Linked DNA regions of Mus musculus: region 1 is linked to region 2. The links are chromatin contacts, called in public Hi-C maps. All regions are on one chromosome and are shown on one strand. The core of a region is the stretch at or near the end of the contact, and the rest is flanking DNA. Distances in the headings are between cores, read along the strand shown.

Region 1 (2,700 bases), core at 3-2,502, 390 kb before region 2:
GCTATGGAAATCACAGGTTCAGAGGAATCGGTCATTTCTGATAATGAAATGAGAGCATTTAAAGTGTTTATAACAATGCTTAGTATATTCTCAGATCTCAGACTTAGTTCCTTAAATTTCTGTGTCATCTTACAGATGAAGCTTTGAATTTCTGAGGATTCATTTCTCAGAAAAGTTTGAGGAAGGTTGAATCCCCTCCGAGATAGCTCTGGAGTGATATTCTCATTTGTATATAGCCAGCATCAAATAATAACGTTTTAAAAAGAATTAAATTAAATTTTATCTTTTACTTACTCACTTTACATCCCACTCACTGCCCCCTCCCACTAGCCCTCTTCCACAACCTTTCCCCCTTCCTCTCCCCTTCTCCTCTGATCTGGTGGGGACCCCTGGGTATCCCCCCTACCCTGGCACTTCAAGTCTCTGTGAAGCTAGGTGTTTCCTCTCCCACCTTTCAGAAGTGATCATTGGGGGCCAAACGAAACGGCTGAAGCCCCGGCTATGGCATTTCCATGTGCAGCAGGTAGCCACAGAACAGGCAGCTGCAGCAATAAGCTGTATGATGGTATTTCACTTCTGACTACAGAAGCCTCCAGATTTGGACTAATTTTTATTTACATTAGTTCTTTGGGATTTCCACACAGTGTATACTGATCATCTTCATATCTTTCCTGCAGCTCCTCCCAGATCCACACCGACTTTCTCTACCATCCCCAACTTTGAATCCTCTCTCTCTTTCGTTTCTAGAACCTATCAAGTCCAATTTGTGCAGCCGGTGTGTTCTTGGGTATGTGGTCACTCGTCGGAGGGAGCTTTACCTCCCAGAGGCCATACCCTTAAAGAAAATCTGTTCTTCGTCTCTAGGCAGTTATGGATTGCCAGTAGTCCCTGAGTTAGGGGTGGGACTTGGAGGCCAACTCCCCCAGTCATACTGGGATTTTGTCTGGCTTGAACTTGTATGGGTCTTGTGCATGCCGTCATAACCACTGTAAGTTCGTGTGTGCAACTGCCCTGTTGTGTCTATATTTTTGCTTGCTTGCTTTTCCATTTTTGCTCCCTGAAACTAAAGAGAATGAGATTCAGAGGAAAAAAAAAAGAAGAAGAAGAAGAAAGTCTTTGACACTCTGTGTTTCCAAAGCACATTGTGCTCACTGGTTATTTCTCGTCCTGCTGGGACAGCAGATGGGCATGTCATCCGTGATGTCCACGGGCTTCAGCGTGAGGTGGGGTCGGAGATTGTCCTGGCTGCTCGCCCAGGAGGTGGAAAGGAGTGACTCAGAGTTTCTGGCTGGGCTCCAGGGAGGCCTCAGGAGAGCCCTTCTCACTTGAGTCAGTGCTGAAACCTTCTCCAGAGTGTAGACTCAATGCTGATGATACCCATGTCTTTGTGTGTGTGTGTGTATGTCTGTGTGTGTGTGTGTGTGTGTGTGTGTGTGTGTGTGTGTGTGTGTGTGTGAGAGAGAGAGAGAGAGAGAGAGAGAGAGAGAGAGAGAGAGAGAATGCATATACGTGTTTATCCACTGGTGCTGCCTTTCCTGATTTATAATTGCACAGAGAACAGTGGCTTTCCTGCCCTCCCTCATTTCTTACGTTTCAGCTACAGACTACAGAAGGGGTAGTCTGTATTTCAGAGGTCTTCCTGGCTAAGGAGTGTAACTTCTGCCATGAGGAGTTGGGCATCTCTGTGCATGGACTCCTGTTTCAGCTTACTAAGCTCTATGATCCACCTAAAATTCTAATAATTGCCCACAGACATCCTTATTTGTATGCCTCCATTATGTTGCATTTGAAAAACAAGTCAAGAGTGGATACTTTTTTAAAAACTGTATGCTCAAGTTAAGTTGACTCTCTCCATGTCTGTGTAGACCCCCTTATAATTCACTTCATATTTTTAGCATAAACATTTGCTTGCCCCCCACCCCTCCCCCCATTGGTAAGTCTGTACCAAGAATTCCAAACAATATCATCAAACCAGGAGAGAATTCACAATGGAAAGGCAGAAGATCTATGTTGGCTCCAGTGTCTGTCACCAGACTAATAAGCAATGTCGCTGCAGCTTGAGGGTTGTGCTGCCGCAGGCTCAAGGCTGTTCCTTCTCATGAACTCAATGATCAGGGCAGTTTATCAGCTCTTGCAGTGGTTGTCTGGGTTTTCTTGTAAGAAAAAGCGTGCTTTTTAAAAATCATTTTTGGAAACGCATTTGGTACTTCAGCATGGTTGTTGTATGTGGCCCCCTGCCTGGCCATCAGTACCACAGGGACTAACCATGGGCACTGGAGCCAATCACATCTGGCCTTGTGTTTTGGATCTAGACTGCTCTCTATCATGCGCTCTGGCTTGAATATAAAATATCTTTTCAAAAGGCTCACAGGTTGAAAATCTTGGTCTTCAAAGCAATGTTCTGACATTGGACTTTGGAGAAATGATTGGATCATGGCCTGTGGCTGGGATCCCTGATCTAATCAACTTGTTCATACCTATATGGATTCAGAATAGGATGTTTTTTTTTCAGGGGGTGTCCTCTTTAGAGGAAGTAGGCCATATGAGGTATATTTTCAAGGGGTTGTCTTGTTTCTAGCCCCCTTCTTGCTCCCTTGGCCTCTCTATCCTTCCTGGCTACCACAGGGTTAGTCATTCTTTCCCTCCACATTCTCCGGTTCTAATGTTCTACCTCACTGTGGCCCAAGAACAATGAAGGCA
Region 2 (2,700 bases), core at 74-2,573:
ATTCTCATGTGAAATGCACTGCATTGGACAATATTACGAGTTGTATTCTTTGATCCATGCCTCTTAAATGGCAGTCCTATTGTAGTTTTAGATGAAATATATTTTGCTTATGCTCTATAGAGCTATATACACACCCATGACTCAATAACAGGTGAGAAATGCTATGCTAACATTTTATCAGGGCTTATATATTTCTGATGTGTGGGATAGTGGTAAAGATTAAACTGACTGCTTTATCCTTTTTCGGGTTTCCCAATTATTCTACACTGAATACATCCTGCTTACATAACGAGATTAGATATGCTAAATGTTATTTTTAAACATTTTAAAAAGTGCGAGCCCTTGAGATGAAACAGTGGGCAAGCACGAGGCAGGTGGCTGTCTTCCCGGGGCAAAGCCCGCTCACAAGCTTTTGTCCTCTTCCACAGCAAGGACACTAGCTCAGGAGTACTGTCCCTGTCTGTGGGATTTCGGAGAGGCTAAATAAAGCTCTTGGCTCTGTGGGGGCTGAGGTAAGTGGAGCCTCTGGGGGAGCCCTCAGGGCTTTCCTGTCCTTGCTGAGGGGCATGCCAAGCCCCTCCTCACAGCCTGAGAATACACCTGACTCAGGCTCCAGCCATGCTAACCTGGGACTGCTCAGGATCCCCCGAGCTTGCCAACCTGGACCTAGGGTCAAAAGAGGTGGGGTCATTTCAGAATCCTCTCCCACAGCCCATCAGCAAGAAGGAATAGCTGGCATGTGAACTTGAAGATATAAAGAAGTCAAAGGGAACCTGGCGTTGGGAATTTAAAACTAAAAAAGAAAATGAAACCCTGAAAGCCCTACGGATGGGAGAAAATGGAACAAGGAGAGAGACTCTGGCCCTTGTTTTTCTCTCTTGGAACAGGGCTACTGTGGGATAAGCAAGTGAAGACGCTTATATTTATTGTACATTGATGTTGGGAGAGGTAGACAGTGGTCCCTAGCTCCCTACTCGGCTACTAGTGGACCCTGCCTTAGACATCCCAGTCTAATCATAACAGACTCAGGCGCAGATTTGTCTGCGTGCCCAAAGCCTGATTTCTGCGCTGGCAAAGCCAGCAATGTCCTGTGAGCATCAACTTGTGATTCAAAGTGTGTTTTATACGTCCAGCACGGATCCTAAAAAATCACTTCACCCTGCTCTCCCACCCGCCTCTCCAGACCCCCAACACAAAACTCCCACAGAGAAAGTCAAGTCGTGTGACAGCTTTTCACATCGAGCCAAGGCAGGAATCAGTAGCCAGTTCTGCCCTGTGACACACACACATACATAGCCTCCAGCAGTCACATGGGTTCCAGCTGCCACCACTTGCCCTCTGTCCCTGACCTGGTACTCTTTCCCTGGCAGACCTCCTGAGCTGACTTGTCCCTCCAAGCAATGGCTTGGCAAACAGTTGGACTGAAGGCCTGAGTGCCAACCTGCTTGGACGGCTCTGTTGAAGCTGATCTCAAGGTGGGAGCCCTTCCAGTAGTCTCTGGACACCATGTAGTGTGCCCCAGAGGGAATTAGGTCCTTTACTGGCCTGAAGTAGAAATAGACAGAGCTGTTTGCTATGGGTTCACTACAGACAACCACAGCCAGAAGCCTCAGGAGCAGAGATCTTGAGCCCTAGGGCTGAGTGAGGCTAGGTAGGCAGTCAAGGGCATGTCCAGTGTAGCTCAAGGGGAGGCTGGAAGTCAGACACTGGGGCCTTGGAGAACAGGAAAAAGGCAAATACAAAAGACGCCATCTTTTGCATTTGTGTATAAGGACACTCCTCAAACACAATTCAACAACAACAATAACAACAAATCCAATTACCACACAATGGCTCTCACCTAGGAATTGTTTATTATGCGGGGACATTTGTTGATGTATAGGAACATCTTGGGTGATCAGAGCTGTGAAAATACCACTGACTCTAGTGGAGAGGACAGGGATGCAGTTGTAAAGTGTCCAGGATTGGCTGGCCCCAATATGGATGGTAGTGTAGTCAAGTCTGGTCTGTGAGAAAGCATTCCTGAAGAGTGCCTGAACTAGGCCCCAGATAATCAACCCAGATGACCAAACCACGGCTATCATTTCCAAAAGTGGGACCCTTCAGAGCCTGCCCAGCATCTCAAATTGAAGGCCAAGGCCTCAGCAGGCACCAGGCTTCTCTTCCACAAGTTGGGCCTGATTTCCCCTCAGCTTCACCTTTCCCTGGGTTTTGTCCAGACCCAAACCACCCACATGCTTTATGCACTCCATGACTCTTTGCTAGGAAGAAAGGATTCTGCTTCCTGCCTAAAATTCTCTCCTCTCATTTATGTCAGACAAATACCCTTCCTGTTGGGTCCAGCTGTGACATTTCCTCTTCCCTTGTAGCTGTCCTACATCCTCCACAAAGCAGCTCTGCTCTAGCCTCATCGAGGGTATGTCCTGGGTTTGTGTCTGTCTCTGCTGCCAATCTGGGCTTCCCCAGCATACAAGCTTCTCTTCCCAGTGCAGAGGAGACTTTAAACAGTGGGAGCCATTGGGTGATCACTGGTCTTTCTGTGGCCATGTGGTGAAGGGACACTCCTGGCCTTCAATGACAGAAGATCCTTGGGGAACTGAAGACAATGTAGAGGAGGAATGTGAAGTCAGCTGTATCACCAAAGAAGGCAAGATGGCTGGGGAGACTGAACAGTGGAGCAAGCACTTACCCTGAAAGTGT

The links. A called contact is a pair of places that touch in the nucleus more often than the background predicts.
Region 1: a contact with region 2 is called in a Hi-C map of cerebellum, with 1.6 times the contacts expected there. The contact joins two enhancer-like sites. A contact is called at or near these places in 2 of 484 Hi-C or Micro-C datasets (brain and cerebellum) and 1 of 9 other capture datasets (embryonic stem cells).

Annotation. Positions count from the first base shown.
Region 1 is chr4:47,978,318-47,981,017 of GRCm38.p6, reverse strand. No RefSeq gene overlaps it. Among named protein-coding and RNA genes, the nearest start is that of Gm52735, 14 kb to the right of the region's middle. Within about 2 kb of position 1,252, at least 10 of the 459 cell types and tissues checked have an H3K27ac peak or open chromatin away from gene starts, as enhancers often do. A contact at or near this core is called in cerebellum, where this site is marked.
Region 2 is chr4:47,591,139-47,593,838 of GRCm38.p6, reverse strand. No RefSeq gene overlaps it. Among named protein-coding and RNA genes, the nearest start is that of Gm32487, 10 kb to the left of the region's middle. Within about 2 kb of position 1,323, at least 9 of the 459 cell types and tissues checked have an H3K27ac peak or open chromatin away from gene starts, as enhancers often do. A contact at or near this core is called in cerebellum, where this site is marked.